3 separate regions of the Mus musculus genome follow, and regions 1 and 3 are each linked to region 2. A link is a contact called in public HiChIP or PLAC-seq and promoter capture Hi-C data. All regions are on one chromosome and are shown on one strand. Each heading gives the region's core, a stretch centred on a gene start, on an enhancer-like site or on the middle of the called end of the contact. The rest is flanking DNA. Distances are from core to core; before and after follow the strand shown. Region 1 holds the start of Dnah14 (dynein, axonemal, heavy chain 14). Region 2 holds the start of Ephx1 (epoxide hydrolase 1, microsomal). Region 3 has its middle 13 kb from the start of Gm32767.

Region 1 (3,977 bases), core at 304-2,803, 560 kb after region 2:
GAACCATATGTAGTGAGTAACTGAGCATTTTCACCATTCTGTGTCCTGGTTAGTTTTTACTGACCCACTTGCCTAGGGGTAGCACCACCCACAGTGGGCTGGGCCTCCCACATCAATCATCAATCAAAACAATGTCTCACAGATATTGTCACAGGTCAATCTGATGGAGACAATTCTTCTTGAGCTTCTGTCTTCCCAGTTGACTTGTGGTTGTTGACAGTCACCAAGACAGTGTCTGAGGGCTTGTCTTTCTCTCATCGTAAAGTGGATACAGAGAGATTTAGTAATGAGGCTTAGTACAGTCACTCTTCACACCATTAATAATAATTAATTTGTATAGGAAGATACAAATCCATGATAGGAATCTCTAAAAACTTCAGTACTCCTAACAGGTCTGAGATTCTGCACCTCATATTCAGAAGTTCTGGGTCTAAGTTCAAAACCTACTGCTTTGCCTCCAGCAGAGATTGAAGACAGAGGAAAATGGCAGACTAACCATACTGCTTGTGCACAGATCTGCAGAGTTGTAACAATTGGAATTGGGATAGGAAGTGAGGGAGAGGGAAGGGCTGAGATTGAGTTTCACAACTGGGGTAAACAGAAGCAGGATTTGCTCAGGCAATGATGGCTGGAGGGAAACTTGACCTCAGGAAACTCCTCATAAGCCATCTTTTTTTTGTTATCTATCTTTCCTCCTCTTCTGCTAAAATGTAATCTCTTGTTTTATTAAAACAGATTTCTCTCAGCTTTCTGGATAGCTCTATTAAACTAAATATGATTTATTTACATATAACATTTTAATTTTTTTCCTTTAAAAGTGATGTCCCCTTATCTCCAACTTCTCTTACCAAATAGCTCTCCAAAAAATTCATCTCTTACTGTGACATATTGGAATGATCACGTCCTTAGCCCTATGAATATTGAAAATTGAAAGCTGATTATCTCGCCCCTCCCAATTAGTCATCCATTTTACAGACCCAACACATCTCTATGCTGTTTCTCTGCCTTTGTCTCTACCAACAAATAAGTAAGTCCTCAATAAATAGGTGAATAAAATATAGGGCGTCAATAAAGCCGTGTAAGACATGCAAATGGGAATTCACGAATATATGTAACCTTATTATTTAGGAATGCCTATACCTCTTGTACTCTTCACAGTACTTTTATTAGTCTCTTAATGGTGTTCTGTTTTCTTTGAGCTAGGGTCTCACTAATGTAGCCCAGGCTGATGCTCACATTTGTGGTCCTCTTAGCCAAGCGGGATTTAGAGATGTGGACACCAGGCTTGGCCGTAGTAGGTCATATGCACAGTCTGTGTAAATCATAAATGAAAGGTCCCCTCTTTCAAACGCTCAGATCTTACTCTTCACACCTATAGGTATCTCCCCCTTGGGCCCTGCCTGGCAGATTGCAGGCGGGGCTGTCAGAGGGAGGTCTTATCTGTGCTGAGCCATACAGCGGACCAGGCTTGAGCACTTCCGGTACTCACTCCGCCCCAGCGCCTGCCCCTAGCAACTGCGGGGCTCCTAAGGCCTTGGCTCCCGAGGCACGAGGCGCTTGACCGTTACTGAGTTGGGGCTGGGGCAGTAGTCTCTAAACTTGTGCCTGTGTATGCTCCTGGACTATGCAGTGCTGAGGCAGGAAAAGGAAGAAGGGGAGGAGGAGACCTTGACTGCCACAGCATACCAGGTAAACGAGGTAAACAGGTGTCTGCCCTGGGCCTCTGTGCCTGGGTCCTTGGGAGTGCCCGCACAAGTGTCTCAGAGCCCTGTCCTTCCTCAGAGAAGCAGTTTCCTAGTTGCTACTGATCAACCAGGCTTCAGCGACCCGTTCCCAGACTACGAGATTTTAAAGCTTGCTTTTTTTTTCCAGTCATAAATAAGTGATGTTTGTTGCTCTTTGCAAAACCTTGCTGCTGTTTAACATAGTCACGCACCTGCCGCTTTGTTCTAGTTTGTGTCTCTGTTGCTGTGATTCAACACCTACCGAAAGTAACTTGGGGAAGGAAAGGGTTTATTGGGCTTACACATTATAGCCCCTCATGGAGAGACACCAGGGCAGGCACTGAAACAGAGACCGTGGAGAAACCCTGCCCTGCCCTCTCATGACTTGTTCATTTTCCTGTCTTATACAGCGCAGGTCCAGTTGCCTAGCGATGGCTCTGCTCCCAGTGGTCACCGTTCTCCTACATCCCCTTAGGACCCAACTGCATCAATTAGCAGTCAAGAAAATGCCCAACATATAGGTCTGCAGGACATTCCAATGGGACCAGTCCCTCATGTGAGAATTCTTTCCCTCATGTGGGACAACTGAAGCTGTGACAGGACTTATGTGCGCAAATAACACATGGTCCCTAAGAGGATGGCTTCCCAGACACCACCTCTCTCAGATTCATGAAGCCCAACTCTAAATATCCTCATCTATACATATAACCCATCATCCTCTGGAAAACGTGAGATAATTTAGATTACTGGCGCTATCTACCCAATACAATGTAATTCTGTGTCATTACCTCGTGACACAGTAGCATTGAGGTGATAAAGGCAACAGACAAGTGAAAAAATCCTCTGTGTATGCTCAGTAAAGACAGCCATTGTAGACATGCTGAGTGTTCAGTATGTGGAAAATTCAAGCTTTGCTTTGGGGAATGTCCTGCAATTATTTTTTTGCTTGGTTCTCAAGTGCTGGAATTGTAGGTTTGTAGCCCAGCATGGTTATAGTCCTGCCCCCCCGTCAGCCCCCCCCCCACGTTTCTCTTCCCACCTTCCACTATGTCCTCTTCCCCTCCTCTCTTCCCCCTCTTTCCATACTGCAGGTTTTCCCAGGGCTCTCCACATGCTCGGTAGATACTCCACCATTGCTCCATATCTCCAGCCCTCAATTTTTAAAATTTTCTTTCAGACGATGCAAAGATCTTTAAAATACTTTAGTTCAGATAATTTTTTCCTGACATCTATTAAAATATGGCTTTGTATTTTAACCACATTTTCCTTCCTTCTCCCTCCCCTTCCCCCTCCCCTCCTTCCCCCTTCCCCTCCCCTGAGCCCTCTCCCCTCCTCTTTTTGGCTGCATAGCCAAGATTGGTCTTTAACTTCCGATCTTCCCTCCTCAGCCTCCTTAGTGCTAGAATTACAAGCCTGTACCCCTGTGTCCAAGTACACCTAACTTGCGTGTATGTTTCTTCATGTTCATGGAGAGGGTAGTACACATGTGTACATGCATGTGGAGGTCAGAGGACTGCCTTGGGTGTTGCTCAGTCCCATGCTCTGTTTTCTTTAAGACAAGCCTTCTCATTGGTTGGAAGTTGACCAAGGAGGCAAGACTGGCTGTTCAGTGGGCTCCAGGGATCCATCTGCATCTACCGCCCATCTTTCTATCGTTGGGATTTTAAGTGTGGGCCACCACACACAGCTCTTTAAGATGTAGGCTCTGGGGACCCTAATTCAGGTCCTTGCACTTCTGAGGCACACACTTTACCCACTGAGCCGTTTCCCCAGCACCACACTTGTACTCCTTGGGGACACAGTTGTATTCTGTTGGCAGTATTTGTTACCTCTGCCTTCATGCTTGTTACATCGGCATGTGCGCGTGTACTACACACATCGGGGCACACCCAGTGACTCTCAGGTGTGAGGTGCACTCTACACCCCCAGTTGTATCTCCAGCCCTCTTGCCACTTTAATTTTGAGACGGGTCTCACTAAGCTGCCCAGGCTGACCTTGAACTTTGGCTGTATCCTAGGCTGTCCTCCCATCTCATTCTCCCAAGTAGCTGGGACTGCACAGCCTATGCCACCAGGACTGCTCACTGTATTTTTTTTTTGCGTCCTTGTATCTTAGACTTCTCATCTGGGATTATTGTTACTTATGAAATGTGTGGGTTTACCTTTCTTTTATGTGCGCACTGATTCTCCTGATTCTGTTTGTTGGAAGATGTGTTTATTATGTCTCACCTATTTCCCGACACTTCCTCCATTT
Region 2 (4,283 bases), core at 1,459-3,958:
ACTAAAGGGCATTGCCCTGTGTTTAAAGAGCACTTAGAGTTCAGAGAGGAAGTTCAGTGAAGAGAATCTGAGCAGAAGAGCCAAAGAGACACCCACACTGCATCACTGCGCCTCAGCCTCTGCACTGCTAGAGGCAGCAAAGACTCCACCTTCTTAAGCACAAATAAGGCTTGTTTGTCAGTTGGTCAAGAGGAGTTTTCTGTAAAGACATTTTAGTAACACAGCTGAAACAACACTGTCCCCCTAAAGTGAACCCCTCAGCCTTGGAAGAGCGCATAGGTGTGGCTCTGCACCGTGGCTTGGCTCCACAGGAAAGTGAGGATGGCCAAGTAGCAGTCAAGGGAAGGCAGGCACTGGGCCAGGAGTCAGATGTCACCCCAGGCCTGTAATGGTGGAAGGAGCACGCTAGACACTCTGAGAGGGAAAACAGTTGCTCTCTGGGGAGAAAGCATGAACTGTGGTTTTCCTCAGTAAATCAATAAGCCCTGGTAGCAGGGCACTTTGCTCCTTTGAACCAGTTTGTGAAATTGATTATGTCTGAGGATGGAGAGCCAGACGCCTCCCCCCCCCCCCCATTCCCTGGGCACCACCATGCAGGAGAAGGTTCCTGGCTGAGGCTGGGCTCCCTCTTGGACATCCTTTCCCAGTCTTATCAACACAGCTCCCTGGTGACTCCACCATGATACTAGCTTGGCCTGAAGACCCCCTGCAGGTAACCCCAAAAGGCCAGTGGCACTGACTAGTGGCTCTCCTGCCTCCAATCTTATTCTCTGTTGTCCCTCATCCCTCCAGCCAGGCTGTGTTCCCATACTCTGAGGTCTTAAAACAAGAACCAGGAAGTGGAACTTGGGCCTCTGCCCTTCAAATACTTGATCCAGGGCCAGGATCCCAGGGGAAACAAAAAACAAAAAGGGTGGAGGCACCAGATCAGTAGGGCTATGCCTGGGCATGCTGGAGCTGCTGGGCATGGAGGAGAGACACTACTCATCCTTACAGGGCTTTTTGTGGGTACCACTGTGCTCTAGTTGGGCTCTGGGCAGAAACTGGACCCCAGGGGTCTGGTGGAGGCTCTCACCCTTTCACTAAAAATCCCTCCCTCTGTTCCCCATGCATTTCCCTCTCAGTTCATCTGGGCAGCAGGTGTGTAAGGCACAGCCAAAGGCTGGTGCAGTCACACCAGATAACATGGGGATTAGGGATGGTGCTGAAGGTCACCCAGCTGACTCCAGGAGCACCCGAGGGTCTAGGGAAATCTTGTTTTCTTGGTCGGAGGGGCAGCTGAAAGCTTGGAGCCTCCTCACTGACTCTGGTCTCTCTTCCAGAGGGCAACTGAGGACATAAAAGCCACCCACAGCAGGCGCACCTCTGCCTCAGGGCCTTTGCATGTTCTCCTCAGCCTTGTGCAGCTGGATACTGAGTAGTGAGGCGCACTCCTGACCCTCCTGACCCTCTGGAGTGTGAAAGTGTGGCCTCTTCCTCTCTAGTCAACAGTCCTGCTCCCTCTTTATGACCTCCTATTTCCTACAGCTCACAAATATAATTTATATTTTACAAAGATATGTTTATTTATTATGTGGTGTTGGGGATCTGACCCAGGACCTTGAATTTTGTTTGTTGTCTGCATTCAAAAGCTCCCAGAGCCCATGAGAACACATTCCCTGCTATCCCCAGGGTGGGTGGGTGGGGGGCAGTGTCTGAACAGTCAGTCCGTGTCGTTGAGCACGGTTGCACTGAACATACTTCTTTAGGGACACAGGAAGCCCTCACGTGGCCCGCCTGGTGTGGGTATTAGGGAATGGAAAGTCTTTGCTGAACACGCCCACGTTTTTGTTCCACCCTTCCCCCCAGCCCCCTCAGCTTCAAGTCTTGTGTGAAGTCAGACCACGCACAGCCAGTGAAAGCCTCCACTTGAGGGAGGAAGTCACTGTCACAGTAAAAACAATGTGAGCCTCTGGGGCTCTGCGACTTTAAAAAAAAGATCAGGCCGAAATCGGAGGCAGAGAAGCAAATGTCGCAGATGTCCATCTCTACAATCCTGCCAGCAGCACAGAATGCCAGCAAAGGCACAGCCCTACTGTCAACGCGCATGCATACATACCGGATCCCTCCACCTCCCTCCTGATCCCGCCAACCAGATGCCAGAAAGGCTATCCAGACTTCTGGCCGCCGGAAGTTTAAATGACGGGAGGTGCAGACTGGAGAAGTTAAAATTAAGAGTCACTTGGACGGCGCCCTCAGCTACCTGGATTGGCTCAGGTGCCTGGGCAAGTAGCAAGCCTGGAACCCAAGGGACAAACATGCATGGGGGGGCGGGCGGGCGGGGAAACCAGGGGGCTGAGGAGCCAGCATCGCTGTCAGGCGCAGCACCCACCCCTTGCTTCCGAAGCGCAAGCAAGGGGTTGACGCCCCTGGAAGAGGATGGAGCATCAGATGCAGGACTAAGAAGCATGGCCTATTGCACGCCTGGATCGGTCTTAGGATAAGGGGAAGCGCATTTAGCTGCGGGAGATACGCGAAGCCCTCGCAACTCTCACGCTGGAGTGCCGCTGCTGTCCCCGGAGCTTACTGTCAGGGTCGCTCTCGGGTTCCTACTCCCGCGGCGGCTGGTGTGCAGTTCCTCCACTCTCAAACTCCTCTTGAGCCTCTTTGCCTGCTGCTGAGCTGGTGACACCAGCTGCCTGTTAGCCCCGCCCCCACTAGCCCCGCCCAGGCCTTGGCCCCACCCCCGAGTTGGCTGGTTGGCCAAGGCTAGCTGAGCATCTAGCTAAGGTGTTTCACCTATTCTGGCAAAGTCTGCTGTTCTGAACAGGGTATTGGCAGTTTAAACTCTGCAGTCTGTGGACTCTACACACAAGAGCCCAAGCTGGCCTGGTGCTACAGCCTTCCTCTCACCTTCCTAGCAGTTCGTTGTAACCATTTTATAAGCGAACCAGTCAGTGAGCAAACATCTGGGGATAAAGCTTGAGGGTAGAGTGTCTCGCGTGGGCAAGGCGCTGGAGTTCATTCCCAGAACCACAAATAAAATAGTGAAGTGTGGAATGAACACACAAACCTGAAGTTTGTCGTTAAGTGCACCCTGTGAGGCTGGCTGATCTGAAGCCCAGGAGGCATGGACACCAAGCAGAGGCCAGCACAGGGAGGAGGGAGAGAGCGCTGCCTAGCCAGCAAGCAGGAGTAGGACAACCACAGTTCCTGGCACCCTTGGGGCTAACCTGCTCTCCATTAGCCAGCCTGCCCAGTGCCCTGTCTTTACCCCCGCGGCCCTCCTAAGACTCGCCTAGAACCTTCTCAGGCTTCAGCAGCCACACAGACAAGATGACCAGGCACACCACTGTGAGGGCCTAGCAGTGCCTGCCGCGGGGTCCAGGTTTATCATCCTACACACATGTGAAGCGTAGGGATCCTATTTTCACCTCTCACCTCTGATCTCCAGCCTCCTTCGCTGCTCATCATGGCCCAAACCCTCTCCGTTCTAACGGAGAGCCGGTTTCTCTCCAGTGAACACATTCAACTCATTCCTGCCTCCGTGGAACTCCTGGATAGTGTGTCCTCAATCCTCTCTGGGAACCTGGGATTTCCAGGTACTGCAGCTCCTTCCCCTCCCCAGCACACCGTTTGCACACCTGCCGTCCTCCTCTGCAGTGTATAGTCCAGGCTTGTTTCATAGCGCCCTCTAAACTGTTCCCACAGGAGCGCTGCCTCCAGCCATTCAGCAAAGCAGTAAACGTATTGTTCTTAACAAAGTGTAGATGGAAACATTCTAATGTGCTGGGCAATGGTGGCTACACCTTTATTCCCAGCATTCCTTGAGTAGGAGCCAGAGGCAGGCAGATCTTTGACTATGATGCCAGCCTGGTCTACAGAGAAAGTTCCAGGACAGCCAGGGTCACACAGAGAAACCCTGTCTTGAAAAAGAAAGAAAGGGGCTGGTGAGATGGCTCAGAGGTTAAGAGCACCGACTGCTCTTCGGAAGGTCCTGAGTTCAAATCCCAGCAACCACATGGTGGCTCACAACCATCTGTAATGGGATCTGATGCCCTCTTCTGGTGTGTCTGAAGACAGCTACAGTACTTACATATAACAATAAATAAAAAAAATTACATTGTCTCAAAAAATAAGAAAATAACTAAAAATAAAAAAAAAAGAAAGAAAGAAGAAAAGAAAAGAAAAGAAAAGAAAAGACAAAACCATAACACTAGTTGCTGGTGATGGATGTATCATCCTGTGAATGTGATAAACCTACTTGTCTTAGTTAGGTCTCCTACTGCTAAGATAAAATATCG
Region 3 (4,349 bases), core at 1,321-3,820, 540 kb after region 2:
GGGGTGGATTTTGTGTTCAAAAAAGGAAGAAAGAAAGAAAGAAAGAAAGAAAGAAAGAGGGAGGGAGGGAGGGAGGGAGGGAGGGAGGGAGGGAGGGAGGGAGGGAGGAAGGAAGGAAGGAAGGAAGGAAGGAAGGAAGGAAGGAAAGAATTTTTTCCTCTTTCCAATTTGTTATAAAACACAGGAAAAAACTATTCTTTTGATAATCAAGGACCCATGGCAACTGATCAGCAGCCCAAGAGACCAAAGTTTTGAAGGGTAGTATTTTAAATGGCTAGAGTTTGGAAGCTGAGACTGAAGGAAGGGCAAAATATTCCAGAGAATTCCCTGTGACTTTTCCCTTGCGCTGTCTTGGTCCATTTTTCATGTTGTAAGAGATTACCCGAGACTGATGGGTTTATCGAGAGCATGGCTTCGTTTTGATTCATGATTCTGGAGGTCAGGAAGTCTAAGATCATAGCCCTGACAAGGGCCTAGCACTGTTTCAACGTGGCCAACAGTAGAGAGACAACTTGGTGTGTGTGAGGCAAGCCAGGCAGGAAGTGTTGTCACTTTGTAACAGCCAGCGCTCGAAAGAGCAAACCCACTCCCAAGAGAAAACATTTCTATCACTTATATCCCAAATGCCCTGATGACTCACGTGCTAAGCCTTGGTTATCAGCTGTGTGGCTGTTGGAGGCAGCTGAACCTTCAGGAGGTAGAGCCGAGGTTAGGTCACCAGGGCTGTGTCCCTGAAAGGAATATTGTGACCATAGTCCTGCCTCTTCAGTTCACTTCCTACTGCCCTGGGGAGAACAGTAAGCATGCTGCCTGTCCCTAGCATAATGTGTTATCCCACCCCAGACCCCAAAAGAATGGAATCAAGTGATCACAGACTAAGAACCCAAACTTTGCTGTTTAAGAATAAGTTGCTGTCACTCCAACGTGTTCTACACTATCGGGAAGCTGACCACCACAGGCATTAATCCCTCTTCCTTACTCTCAGCCTGGCTGGAACTTTGCCTCCCTGTGCTACCAAGATGCCAAGGAAATCTCAGCAGGGGATGTAGAGAAAAGAATCCACATTGAATCTTAGCTCCCTCTATCCCCTCTCAGCTCCTCACCTCTGCATGGCCACCCTGTCCAGCAACCCTGCATGCTTTTGCCATTGGGAAGTGGAGCTCTTTAGACAGCAGGGAGTAAACCCATGTGGTTCTTCTTAGAAGACAAACCCAAAGGAGTTGTGGATTTGATGAACAGGTTGCAAGGAAGGGAGATTCTGTGTGGATAACTGTAGAGGCCTCTCACTTTCTCCCTGCAAGGCTGGTGAGAAAGCTGGGTCTATCCACGGCCAGAGGATGGGTGGATCCAGTTTCTGGCTGCAAAGTTTCACAGCAAAGCCAAGGCTGTGGTTGCTGCTATGATGGAGCGACTTGGAGCCACAAGGGGTCAAAAGCACTTTTGAATCTGAGATGAAGTGTTTCCTGCCCCCCTTCTTTCCTCCCTTCTTCCCTTCTTTCCTCCCTCCCTTGTTCCCTCTCTTCCTTTCTTCCTTCCTTCCTTCCTTCCTTCCTTCCTTCCTTCCTTCCTTCCTTCCTTCCTTCCTTCCCTCCTCTCTTCCTTCTTTGCTTCCTTCTTTGCTTGCATGTTTTTATTTCCCTTTTGCCATTTCAGCCAGCAAGTTGCACTCTTTCTTATGCTAGCACAGAGAAAATGAGCTAGTAAAGTCCTTGCTGGCTGATGTCCCACTTGCTGTGCAGGGTAATAAGGACCTTCACTAGGGAGGCATCTTTGGGGAGTGGAGGACAAGGGATTGTCCTGTGGCCTCTGCAGCTTGACTTTATTTCCTGACTTGCTGTTGCCCCTCTCTAAAGTAGGTATTACTTCCTCCATCCTTAGTGCCTGGGAGTCAGGCTTAGGATATCCTGCAGTCACTGCTATTGGAGGTGAACCAGAGGGAGCCTAGCTTGCTTTTCCTCCTGGTTTTTGACAAGTTCTTTTATGGGATCAGTTCTTGTACTGCCATGGGAGAAAGGAGTTAAGTAATCAGGGAGGCCTTCTAGGTGACACCTAAAGCCAGAAACCTTAGTAACTTTATCTGTACATTAGAAACCTCCAACCCCCTGTCCCAGCCCTGTGCAGCTTAGAGGACATGGGAATTCAAGTCCCAGCAGGATACTGCTAGAACCAAGGGACTGAAACAGAAAGAGCAGGACAGCAGGAGCCTAAGAGCTGTGTAAGGAGGGGGAGGGAGAGTCACAGCCTACTTAGCTGCCAGGACAGCAAGGCAGAGACAGCCAGAGAACTGGACTGACAAATGAGGGCACTCCAGACTTTGGCAGATGGCAGCAAAACCACACCAGCTGCTTTTTTTCCCAGGGCTGCCCGGTCCATTTGCCAGCCATGTCATGTTTACTCTTAGGACATAAAGAGAGGTTCACTGGAAGAGGGTGACTTCAAGGCTTCTCACTGGTACTTGGAGAGCTCTGTCCAGTTGAGCAGCCTCGGCACATGTGCCACTACTGTGTTGCCCCTGGCAGAGCCGTCCCCTGACAGGCATCAGCATCCCCACTTATGCAAGTCAACCCTGGCTATGATGTAACTTTTTATGCCCTGTGACTCAGGGTGGAGGGACTCCTTGGTCCCTCAGACAGCTCAGTGATTCCTTAATCATTTCCTCCTTTTAAGTCCTTAGTCACTGCGGGAGATCTGGCTGATTTCTAAGTTTATCACTCCTTGCTCCCCGGAGAGCATTTAGTAATATGCTGCAGGGGACAGGAGCTCTCAAAGCCCGTGAAGAAAATGGGCTTTCAGACACCCCCACCCCCACCCAGAAGAAGAGCAGAGGGTGTGGTTTGAGGATGCCTGGCACCTGGGCCTCTGTGTCCCTGAACAGATGGCAGCTTACACTGCTGGCTGGAGAACTGGGAAAGTTCAGAGCTGCCTTCAGAAGGTCGACACCCACTCACCACCCTGATGAACACCCACGGATGTGACGGTCATATCTAAGAAGAGGAGGGTGCGGCTACAGACAGGGGTTTCTGTGACTCAACACAATCATCTCTCTTGGCTAAATCTCTAATATCTGCTCCCCGTTGAGGAACTTTGGGGTCCCAAAGAGGCATCCATTTACTTCTGCATTGGGGGTGGAGGACTTTACATGTTGGCTGAATTGTGTCTTTTAAATGACATCGCAAGCCAGGCATGGTAGCGTGTGCCTGTTATGGTTCCTAGCACTCAGAAAGCCAAGGCAAGAGGATAGACAGCTATGGGTCAGGATGGGCAACACAGGGAGACGATCTCAAAACAAAACAAAAATGCCTCGAGAAATTGATTTAATTCCTCCCTCTCTGTTTCCCTCCTTCTCTCTTTTTCCGTCCTCTCCCGTCCTCCTCTCCCCATTTGCAGGTTACTGAAATGTTACAGTAACCAATACGATCAACTTGATTTCTCCTCTCAACAGTACAGTTTCAGGTTTCGAGTTGAGAAGTTAGTTGAGTGTGGATGCGGCCCATTCCCTTTATAGCTATTGATCATAGTTCATTGCGGTTCCTTGTATGAGTATAGTATTTTTTGTTTTATGGACTTCACTTGCTGAACATTTAGATTTGTTTCTAGAGTTTTCCGCCAATACCATATAGTAATCCCTCTCCCTGCGTGGGCTCCCTGCGTGGGCTCCCTGCGTGGGCTCCCTGCGTGGGCTCCCTGTGTGGGGCTCCCTGCGTGGGCTCCCTGTGTGGGGCTCCCTGCGTGGGCTCCCTGTGTGGGGCTCCCTGCGTGGGCTCCCTGCAATGTTTGCAGTAAGAGGTTTATTGCTGAAATACAAGTTGAATAACGCTGTGCATGGCCACCTGACGCTCTGTGGCCAGTGAATTGCTTGTCGCACTTGAGCAAAAGGTTCCTGTGTGTTATATAAATATTTAATCCTAATCAAGGGTTTCTACCCCACCTTTGACCATTTAGTTCCCAGATAAAAGATATACACAACCTTTCTTTTTTCACACAACTTTCATATTTATAACAAGCCTTAATCAGCACAAGAGCTTGGCAGGTTTCTATCTTCTTTGCTATTATATCTATTTCCCAGCCAATAATCCCATACACAATTTGCTATGTTTCCTCTGGGCTGCTCTTAACTCCAATTAGCCAACCCAACCCACATGGCCATTATTTTAAGATTCTTATCCCATGACAGCTTTCTTCTCCATTCAACAACTTCTCTCTCTCTTTTGTGGTTCTGACCCCAAGTCGGGGACCCTAAGCCCCACCCATGTCTCTTCTGCCCAGCCATTGGCTCGCACCATCTTTATTCACCAATCAGAAAGAAGGTTACATAGTGGACTCTCTTGTCTCTGGGGCAACTAGGCCTC

Evidence for each region. Promoter capture Hi-C pulls out the DNA fragments that hold promoters and counts their contacts. HiChIP or PLAC-seq counts read pairs in DNA pulled down with a chosen protein or histone mark.
Region 1: a contact with region 2 is called in a promoter capture Hi-C map of embryonic stem cells, with 4 times the contacts expected there. The contact joins the promoter of Dnah14 here to the promoter of Ephx1 in region 2. A contact is called at or near these places in 4 of 39 promoter capture datasets (embryonic stem cells, hippocampal neurons and stem cell-derived epiblast-like cells), 2 of 115 datasets of contacts at active chromatin or transcription factors (craniofacial prominence and pancreatic cancer cells) and 2 of 9 other capture datasets (adipose tissue and embryonic stem cells).
Region 3: a contact with region 2 is called in an HNF4G HiChIP or PLAC-seq map of pancreatic cancer cells. The contact joins the enhancer-like site here to the promoter of Ephx1 in region 2. A contact is called at or near these places in 2 of 39 promoter capture datasets (embryonic stem cells and pre-B cells), 2 of 15 datasets of contacts at CTCF or cohesin (embryonic stem cells and pro-B cells), 5 of 115 datasets of contacts at active chromatin or transcription factors (embryonic stem cells, pancreatic cancer cells and stem cell-derived neural progenitor cells) and 1 of 9 other capture datasets (embryonic stem cells).

Annotation. Positions count from the first base shown.
Region 1 is chr1:181,575,040-181,579,016 of GRCm38.p6, forward strand. It overlaps Dnah14 (dynein, axonemal, heavy chain 14), which reads left to right and starts at 1,554. Exons shown (of 87, transcript NM_001377039.1): 1 at 1,554-1,689.
Region 2 is chr1:181,014,861-181,019,143 of GRCm38.p6, forward strand. It overlaps Ephx1 (epoxide hydrolase 1, microsomal), which reads right to left and starts at 2,709. Exons shown (of 9, transcript NM_010145.3): 1 at 2,567-2,709.
Region 3 is chr1:181,550,376-181,554,724 of GRCm38.p6, forward strand. No RefSeq gene overlaps it. Among named protein-coding and RNA genes, the nearest start is that of Gm32767, 13 kb to the left of the region's middle. Within about 2 kb of position 2,571, at least 113 of the 459 cell types and tissues checked have an H3K27ac peak or open chromatin away from gene starts, as enhancers often do. A contact at or near this core is called in pancreatic cancer cells, where this site is marked.